Regions from separate parts of the Mus musculus genome. Here region 2 is linked to region 1. A link is a contact called in public HiChIP or PLAC-seq data. All regions are on one chromosome and are shown on one strand. The core of a region is the stretch at or near the end of the contact, and the rest is flanking DNA. Distances in the headings are between cores, read along the strand shown.

Region 1 (4,704 bases), core at 1,015-3,514:
TAACTAGATGTTTTCTAATTAGGAGTCTCTACTTTTACATGCCAATGGAGAAAAAAAGTCACCTTCGTCACTTTCATTTCCTTCCTCCAATAAAATCTATATTTGCGGCTGCCCATTAAGAGTTCATTAGTTGTGATAATTGGGAGAAAGTCAGACATCCACTCTCTATTTACACATAAAAATGCTGAACAGCACGCAGATGAAAGCAATAATATAATTACAAATAGCACAGTTCACGCACAGCTTCCATCTTTTCTGTCTCAAAGTGGGATTGCATGCTCAGTAATGCACAGTGCTGTCACACAGGCCACCTCATTTGTCCCTCATTACAGACCCATGAGACAACAAGCAAGCAGCTTGTGTCCTCTCCTGAAGCTCGAACACTGGAGTAGCTTGCCCTCCTCTACACAGCTAGCTGATGAGCTGCTTTGATTCTATGCTCTGTCTCTCAGGCTACTAGCTATCCACCCCAATTTAGCTGGTGTTGAAAAGTCAATACTGCAAGGTTTTAATACCATAGATATGTGTTTTAAAAGTTCCAAAATCATAGGTGCTCGGACTAGTCTAGAAAATTCAACTCGTCAGCATCTACTCCATATGTATACTATAAATAGTGTGGAAAAGGGAAGGCTTGTTGAAAGCTAGCGACAGACTCCCTCACAGATGGTTTTATGGTTTGACAACAATTTTGGGTAGTAGATGACAAAAGATACCCCCAGAAGAGGTGCATATCCCACTTGTGTAAATATGGTTTCTTTGGCAATAGAATCCTCACTTAAACACAGGGTAGCATCCCACCCACAGGACTACAGAAGTCACTCCATTGCTTGTAGTGAGCAAATGAAATGAAATGAGGAGACTGGAGGACGTAGTGGAAGGCATGGAGACAAGTAGAGACTAACCAGTCCTGTTATTAGGGAGTAGCCTGCCTAGTGCCGCTGTTAGACAACCCTGAATGGCCATGTGGACCGTCTGCTTCAGCATCCCTCATCATAAACTGTGCCTAGGAAAGATGCACTTAGCTCAAGTCTGAGAGGCAGTGCTTTTAGTCTGTTACCTGCGTGGCCCACAGCACATTGCCCACAGTGAACAACTTCTGGGAGTCTGAATCAAGTATCAGACTTTATTGCAGAGACTATGGATTACAAACCAGTAATTTATTTTCCATCCTGAGAAGTGAAAAATTTTCTTTAAGAACCAGAAGAGTGGAGTGGTGCTGAGAACTGTCACCCTGATAGCACTTACACAAGGGGGATGCTAGAAGGAACACTGTCTATAAGAAGATGTTCAGTAATGACAGGCAAGAAGAATCAGTGTGTGGATACATGAGACAGGGGCTGCTGGGTAGCCCCTGGTAGCAATATCTGCATTGTTCATCCATTATATGCTATCTTCTTCCACTATGCAACTTAAGAATCACAGTATCATAACTCAAAAGAATCTTAGGACTCTGGTCAACTTTATTTCTCATAAACGAAGACTAAGGGTCAAACGTGGCCTCTCAGTTCATCACTAACTTGCACTACATAGTTCCTCTGTGAAACAGCCTAGAGAGAACTCAGGTGTAGAAGCCTATGCTCCTTCCACAGGGTCACCCTTCTGTCTGGAAGTGAACTTGATGAGCAATCTTGGGCCTGGCACAAGCACCTTTTCTATTTTACTTTATGCTCTGTGTAGAAACATATACCCAAGAGTGTGCAACGCTGCAAACTCACAGGAGCATGGCCCATCAGGGAAAAGAAAACTTGATGGGATTTTATTTGGCTTTGTAATTATCCCAAGAGTAAAATTCATACTCTAAAACCTTAGCTGTCATTTTGGGTGCTGTCATTTTGGGTGTCACTTGGGTGTGGCAGGGGAAAGCCACCTGGCTCAGTTCTTGAGTTCTCTGCAGTGAGATGGGAAGGCTTAGGTGGCCATGGTCATCACTGCTTCCTAATAGATGCCACACACACACAAATGCAGGTGGAAGACGGAAGGTGGAGCAGCCTTGAATGAATCAGTAAATATGGAGGGATGCATTCAGAGACTCTCCAGGCTGGAGCTTAGGGTGGAACTCTGAGTGGGTGGAACACGGCCGTACCCGCATCTCGAGACTACTTTCAATATTGCTTTAAATTGGATCCTTTAAAAGAACTTAATGGATTCGGTTATGATTTTAGTAGCTGCTATGAAAACGCTCTATGAAATGAGGGTGTTATATGTCGTACAGCGTAGAGACCAGTTCTGCATAGCACGGCTGTGAATCATTCGGTGTTTTCCACTGCACTGACGTTGTTTTTGACGTAAATGGAATGCTACAGGGGGAGCAGACCCAGGCAGCAGGGAGAGTGGGAGGGAGTGGAGAGGAATAACAATGGGGTCCACCGCATACTCTCCTGTGCACTGAACCCCTCAGAACACAGTCCTACCTGGCTTCTGCCGTTGTCAACTGAAATGCTGGGCATAACAAGAAACTTAAATGGTATCTGCATATTATACACAGTCACTGCAAGTTCATAAAAGATGGACCCTTGAGATTTGGGGGCTGATGCATATTGCATTCAGGTGGTCGGTCGGTTTAAGCATCTCAGAGAGGCACTGTGTGAGCAGACCCACAGCTCGAATCCAGAATGAGCTGCCATGACATAAAATTGTGCAATTTACCTAACCTCTCAGAGGTCCCTAAGGATCTTCCACAGCAAAGTGGGAACAGTAATGACATAAAATAATCACCGCATTGTTATGAAGACTGAATGCATTAGCAGACCTGAGTGCTTAGAAGAGTGACTGACACATAATCACCCCCCAACTGTCTTTATTTACTGCCACTGAATAGATTAGTAAGAATAAAGCAAGCTATAGAATAACATGTACATTTACTTAAAATATTTAGAAACTAGTATCATTCATATTTCCTAATAGTGAAATATGTACATTACATAAGAAAATTGAAGAGACATACTTCTTACTAGATTCTGAGATCAGGAGATGTGAGTCAAATAGGACTTTAATACAAATGCTAAAGATTTTATATTAGGCATTTGTTTTGTGTAGCTTTTCGTACTTACATTTTTGTGTAGTTAAAATTAAAGAGTAAAAAGTACACATTTGTTTTTTTTTTTCACTTGGAGCATCTTAATTCTCAATCTAGTTTGGTCAGCTCTGTTGTTTCAGGAGGATGATATAGGAATGTTCCTTTGACTTCTGCCTCTCCCATTGAGGAGCTCCTGGCTCTTCACACGGTGATACCACCTACCACGTTTACCGACTCAGTACTGTGTGAGATGCATTGCATCAACTATTATACCTAGAGATACAGATGCTATTGTTCTTATGATAGCATTCAGTTAGGAACCTACTCACAGGCAACTTCCAATGGGATGATGCAGACAGGTGGTAGTTTCTTTTGCAATTATTTAAATATAAAGCCAAGTAACATATCCCAAGTCATACTTACGAAATTTCCTAGGAAGGCTTTTTGTTTGTTTGTTTGTTTGTTTGTTTGCCAATTGCTGAAAGAATATTAGGAATTTCTTCTCATGTCTATACTCAACAAATACAATTTTAAACCCAAATGGACTTGGGAATGCAATTTAGTTGTCTGTGGGAATGAAGTGCTTTCTGTGGGCAGTTCAAAGCTGAGTTAAGATGAGGCTCTGTACACAGGATGGGCTGACAGAAATTCTGAGAATAAGAAAGATAAAGACTTTAGCTTTAGATTTTAGGGAAACTCATTTACATACCTCATGATCCTTTTATGATGATCGACTTACCAATTCTGATAAAAAGAGATTCTGCAAAGCCTAAAATCTCAGGACATGCAAATGCAACCAAATGACAACTTGTCCAGAAACTCAGTTCTGTGGGTAGAACTCTGAGGCTGTACCTGCCGCTGCACATGAGCCAGGTTTTGAGAGAAGGGTGAGATTAGTAGCTTCAGGTGGAATTCAGATCTTAAGGCTTCTTCGTAGACAGAAAGCCTGGTCCCTTAAATGGGCATTGTTTACCTAAAGGGGAGGTACAGTTCAATTTTGGGAAGAACTGGCTACAGGCAATGTTAGAAAACCTGGAGTAATACCTTGGTGGCCTTTAAAATGCCTTTAAAATCCCAGGCATTTTAAAGAGGCAGGCAAATCCTTGTGATGTCCAGACCAGCTTTAGAAAAAGAAAAAACAGCTAACCAGAAGTTAGGGTGCTTATACTACCTGCAAGAGCTGTTAAAGATTTTCCTAAGTTCTTAGAGGACTGTCAGACTCCTAATAATAGTCTTTAACAGAGACCCAAACACAGATGCGATCTTAAGTGCTAGTAGTTATTTAACTAGCCAAGTTTATCCATAGGAAACACGATTAAAACATTCATTTGTAGTGACTCGCAAGCAAACTTTTAAAAATATGTGGCTTTTTTTTTTTTTTTTTTTTTTGGTTTGGGTGTTTAGAGCTACTTAGAATCATTACAAAAGAAAACAACCAACCAACCAACCAAATACCTCACAATCTAACAGTCAACATTCTAATGCTGCTTCTGTTCCCATAGAAGAACTTATTTTCCATAGATATTGGAATAATTCAAATTATGCAAAATATTTTATATCTGACTTAAAGAACTTAGCCATAACTTGTGGTTAGTATAATACTGTAATAAACCCTTAATATTGTATATATTGAACCAATACAGTTGGTAGGTTTCAGAACTATACATAGAGGTGAGTTTTCTGATCTT
Region 2 (4,704 bases), core at 1,622-4,121, 450 kb before region 1:
CTGGGTTGGGGTGGTTTTTGTTTTTGTTGTTGTTGTTTTGTTTTTTGTTTTTTTGCCAGCCTGACAGGTAAAAATGGTACTTATCTCCATTGAAAATGACGTCTCTTGTTTTGAGTAAGATTAGGCAAGTCTTAAAAAGTTTATGAGACACTACTGAAAAAGTTAAGAGATGGTTGACAACTGGCATTAGCAAACCAATCAGAGTTAGGCTTAGTGGACAAATAGTGATGTATAGATGGCTGGTGGGCAATCAGAAGGTATATAGATGGTTTGTGGGCAGTCAGGAGATGTCTAGATGGCTTGTGAGCACTCAGAGGATGTGTAGGTGACATGTGAGCATCCTGAGGATGTATAGATTGCTTGTGAGCTCTTAGGAGATGTATAGATGGCTCGTGAGCTCTCAAGAGATGTATAGATGGCTTGTGAGCACTCAGAAGATGTATAGATGCCCTATGAGTGCTAACTTCCTTGTTTTTAGGTAAAGAAATCTCTGGGAAGCACCTAGGCCCAGTTTTGTCTTCAGCCCCTGTGCTAAGGGACAATGACATGTCTGTGGTCCTGAGGCTATGACTCTTCTCAGATTTGATTCATGCATATTATTTGTGAGTCAAGCAAACAGCTCATATGTAGGTGTGTGGGGTGATCATTCCTCTGCAGGGTGGATATTTCTTTCCTTTCCATTGTTTCTCCTCAGCCTGTACTAGAATCTCCCTGAGAGTGAACATGTGCCACCGTGACTCCAGGGAAAGATGGCGGCACATGCATCACCCTTTCCAGTCATCATATTACTTGGGCGGCATCTGTCTTCACAACCCAGCACTGGCCTCTTGGGTGATATGAGGAAGCAAAGGGCAGCAAAAGCTGTAGTTTTCTGATTCTAAATCCAAACGAGAAGAGAAAACTAACTACAATGGAAGGTGGTATGCAGGGATGCCCAAATAACTATTATTTATAGTGTGTTATTTATTTCTTTTACTAAGTTGATTTAATTGACCAAATGTTTTGCTTTTAGATGCGCACATCTTCAGATTGCTGTTTGGTGAGCAGAAGCCACAGCTAATGAGAAAATATAATGAGGCCCCAGAAAACATTTTAAAGTATTAAATATCATCATTATTACAGCCTTTTCATAAAAATGCCCTTGTGTGTTTACTGTGACATGAGCATGAGCTTTGGAAACAGCAAGCCTTGATCGAGTGTGGCTTCAGCTAGAGCTCTTAATGTGATGGTGAGAGGATTATCACACCTCTATAAACTTATCTACAGGATAATTAAGAATCTGCATTCATTCAGTAACTATCAAATGGACCATTAGGTCGGCTCTGTGGTAGCTGCAACCCACAGAGGGGCCAAAACCATTTGATGTTGAGTCTTCTATGCCCTGTGTGACACTGCTCCCACAATCAGGTAATATTACAGACTAGTAAAATAACAAACAGGGCATTCTAGAATATTCCAGGGTTAGCTCCGAGTGGGGAGGGGAGGGGAGTGTGTAAATTAGGGAGTGCTCCTCTCTTTCAATCTGTAAGATACATGAAGGTGAGAAGAGCGGTGGGCCTTGAGTTAGGAGACAAAGCAGGAGCATATCATTGTGAGGGCCGAGAGTTAGGAGAGCAAAACAGTAGCATAGCATGAGACTCTTGTGGGTCAGGCAACAGAATTAGACATCCATCCTAAAGCGATGACTACTCCCTGGAGGGCTGTAGGCAAAGACATCGTAAGTTGATTTCTACTTTATCATGTTCACTCCAGCAACTGTGGAAAGGGCCAGAAGAAAGCAAGACTATGGAGCAAGAAGCAACGGCAGCTTCAACCCAGAAATGGCGGGAGCGAATGGAAAGGAGTACATGAGTGGAAAACCGGGCATCCCCAGTGTTAGAACAGGTTTAACAGGCATCTGAGAGGATGAGGGAATTGGAGAAGGATTTGAAATTTCTAATTGCCACAACTAAAGCAATCACAGTCCTATTCATGGAGAGTAAAGGCAGACAGAAGAGTGACCAGAAAAAGCAGATGCAATTGTGTCTGCTGAGCCTTACATGTCAATGAAACAGCCACTGGAGCTTCCAAATGGCTGTTGGATCCATGAGTCTGAAGCTCAAACATGACTTGGCATGGTTAGTTTCAATGTTGCTAGTATGTATGTGGTGACAAATTGGAAAACTGTGAGATTGTTCAGGCTGAAAATCCAGAGCAGAAAATAGGAGTCTCAGGTCTACAGTGGTCTTCAACCCAGAAATATGTATGTTATTTTATCCTATGTCTGGGTTTCTGGGGAGCTAATAAAGATCAGACGTGTCAACACACTATCTCTGAGAAGGACGTAAGATTCACGGGCACTGAGGCTCAGGACCCTGCATTTCTCAGTTACCCAGCCTTAGAACTCTGATGCAAGGGATAAATAAGGACAGAAGAACCTTTGGATATAAAAGGTCAGGCCATGCAATGCCACGGGCTGCAAGTAGTTACTGATGCCGTGCTTGGCCTCTGTGTGGGATATCCTGAATTTCCTTTCCTGATGCCATTCTATAGGGCTCTTCATGAACATCCCGAGGAGGGAGTGCTTTAATAGGAGAAGTGGCCAATGGTGCTGTGTGCCGTGAAGAGTACCAGTATCACGGGTAACTTGAACGTCACCAGGAAGTAGCCATGAAAGGGGATTCGCAGAGTACTATGGAGTATTGCTTAGGATTCTGGCACTAAAGCTTGCAATAGTACTGCTTAAACAGGAGAAACATTTCTTCTTCAGGTCTAACAAATCTTGGCACAGTCTCTTGCTCTGGAATGCCATTCCATTATTGTATTGACCAGAGGCTGCTCTCTCATTCCCACCTTATGAGTAGTTCATATCTCAAATTCATACCATGGTACGTCAGCTTCTAGAACTTGAGCTTTCTCATCGATGTTCTACCATGATGAAGGAAACAGAAAACAAGACCATCAAGCACTGTCCCTTTAGTAAGCTCCATGACTCTCCTACTAGCCTCTCACCAATCACAATCAAGGTGCAATCAGAGCTAACTGCCAAAAAAACCTAGGAAATCTGGTCGGTTGAATGACAAGTGCCTGGCTGGTGAGTAGCGTTATAGTGTCAAATAGAAAGACTGCATACTATGGAACCATTAATAATCCCTTTAGAAAGTGAGGTGATAACCTGGACCCTTGGGGACACCTAGAAACTAAACCACCAATCAACAAGCAAGCTTGAGCTGGACCTAGCTTCCCAAGCCCCACACATATGTAGCAGATGTACAGCTTGGTCTTCATGCAGGTCCCCCAACAACTGGAGCAAAGGGTGTGAGAATGTCCCTGAATTTGTTGTCTGCCCATGGATCCTGTCCCTCTAGCTGGACTGCCTTGTCTGGACTCAGTGTGAGAGAATGTGCTTAGTCCTGCAGTGACTTGATATGCTAGGGTAGACGAATACCTGGGGTGGAGGTGGGCTCACCCTAGAGGAGAAGGGAATAGGACTGTGTAAAGGAGACCGGAAGGAGGGGGGTGCTGTAATTGGAACGTAAAATCAATAAATAAATTAATGAAAAAAATTAAAAATTAGTTGATAAAAAAGAATAGAAAACAAAATAGGAAGAGAAAGTACAAAACCACAGACATTTGTTTTCCCAAGTGAGTGCATTTTTTATGCCACATCTTTTGAGAATGGTTTGGATGTTTGGTGGTTTAGAGCATGTTATTTCATTTCTGAATGCTGAGAAGGCTGTTGGAGGAAGAGGCTTTGCAGTCAGAGAGTCAAGAAAAGCAGCTTAACTGCTGAGGTGGTCATGTGAGCTGAGGGTTTGGAGTTTGGGTAGAGATTTCCAAACTTTAGGCACATAAAAATGTTGACATTCATTTCTTGTTAGGCCTTATTCGGCCAGAAACTGAGGCCAAGTACTAGTGAGGAAGGCTAAGCCTTTGCTTGAGTTTAGAGACCTGTCTTGTTCACTTCCGTACTGGAGTGACTCAGCACTTCCTGCTTAAGCCTGCCTCTGTCTAGCTACCCCTGATGTGTCCATTTCTTATAGGCCCCATGAGATAACCCCACACCCCTGGTCATCTCACCCCATACCTTCTGTCACCCTTCCCTGACCCCTATGCCATCTCACCTCAGCAAAAATCCCCACCTTCTTCCTCAACCCTATATAAACAAAAGACTAATACAATAAAATGAGTTCCTGCTTTGAGGACTCCCAGCTGGCCTGGTGAATCTCAGCCCCAAGAGACTCAGCCAGACTGGGTTCTCTCCTTTGCCCCGGACATGCCAGTAGAGAGCTGACAACTTTTGTGGTAGGAAACTCACACACCATGTAACATAACAGCAACAAAAACAACCTCTGCTACTGAAGTCCTTATATGCCATCTTCAGTCTTGTTGGGTAAGTCAATCAAACCAGGACAGCTGAAACCCCCTTCTCTCTATGCAAGACTTTCTAAACCTCTGGAGAGACAAACTGAATCTAGGAGTGTTGGTCCAAGACAGTTTTAATGATTTCCCGAAAATCCAGTTCAATTTTGTGGGAGTTCAATTTTAAGGCTTCAAGAATATGGACCCAATGTCATCAGACCATTTATGGCACTTTCAGAAACACTGCTGTCCATCAAGCACCAACCATCATCCTATCAGACATCTCTGCACCTCTGCTTCTCTCTTTAATACAACCTAAGAGTCCTCTTTTTACACATGGTTTCCTCAAAGGCTAACTTTCAT

The links. HiChIP or PLAC-seq counts read pairs in DNA pulled down with a chosen protein or histone mark.
Region 2: a contact with region 1 is called in an H3K27ac HiChIP or PLAC-seq map of the NIH/3T3 cell line, with 8 times the contacts expected there. The contact joins two enhancer-like sites. A contact is called at or near these places in 1 of 39 promoter capture datasets (the 3T3-L1 cell line), 3 of 15 datasets of contacts at CTCF or cohesin (the NIH/3T3 cell line and embryonic stem cells), 26 of 484 Hi-C or Micro-C datasets (adipose-derived mesenchymal stem cells, cerebellum, cerebral cortex and 10 more), 3 of 115 datasets of contacts at active chromatin or transcription factors (the NIH/3T3 cell line and embryonic stem cells) and 1 of 9 other capture datasets (embryonic stem cells).

The regions. Positions count from the first base shown.
Region 1 is chr6:5,127,496-5,132,199 of GRCm38.p6, reverse strand. All of the region lies in intron 11 of Ppp1r9a (protein phosphatase 1, regulatory subunit 9A), which reads right to left. Among named protein-coding and RNA genes, the nearest start is that of Gm46949, 24 kb to the left of the region's middle. Within about 2 kb of position 2,264, at least 12 of the 459 cell types and tissues checked have an H3K27ac peak or open chromatin away from gene starts, as enhancers often do. A contact at or near this core is called in the NIH/3T3 cell line, where this site is marked.
Region 2 is chr6:5,582,423-5,587,126 of GRCm38.p6, reverse strand. No RefSeq gene overlaps it. Among named protein-coding and RNA genes, the nearest start is that of Gm34470, 21 kb to the right of the region's middle. Within about 2 kb of position 2,871, at least 41 of the 459 cell types and tissues checked have an H3K27ac peak or open chromatin away from gene starts, as enhancers often do. A contact at or near this core is called in the NIH/3T3 cell line, where this site is marked.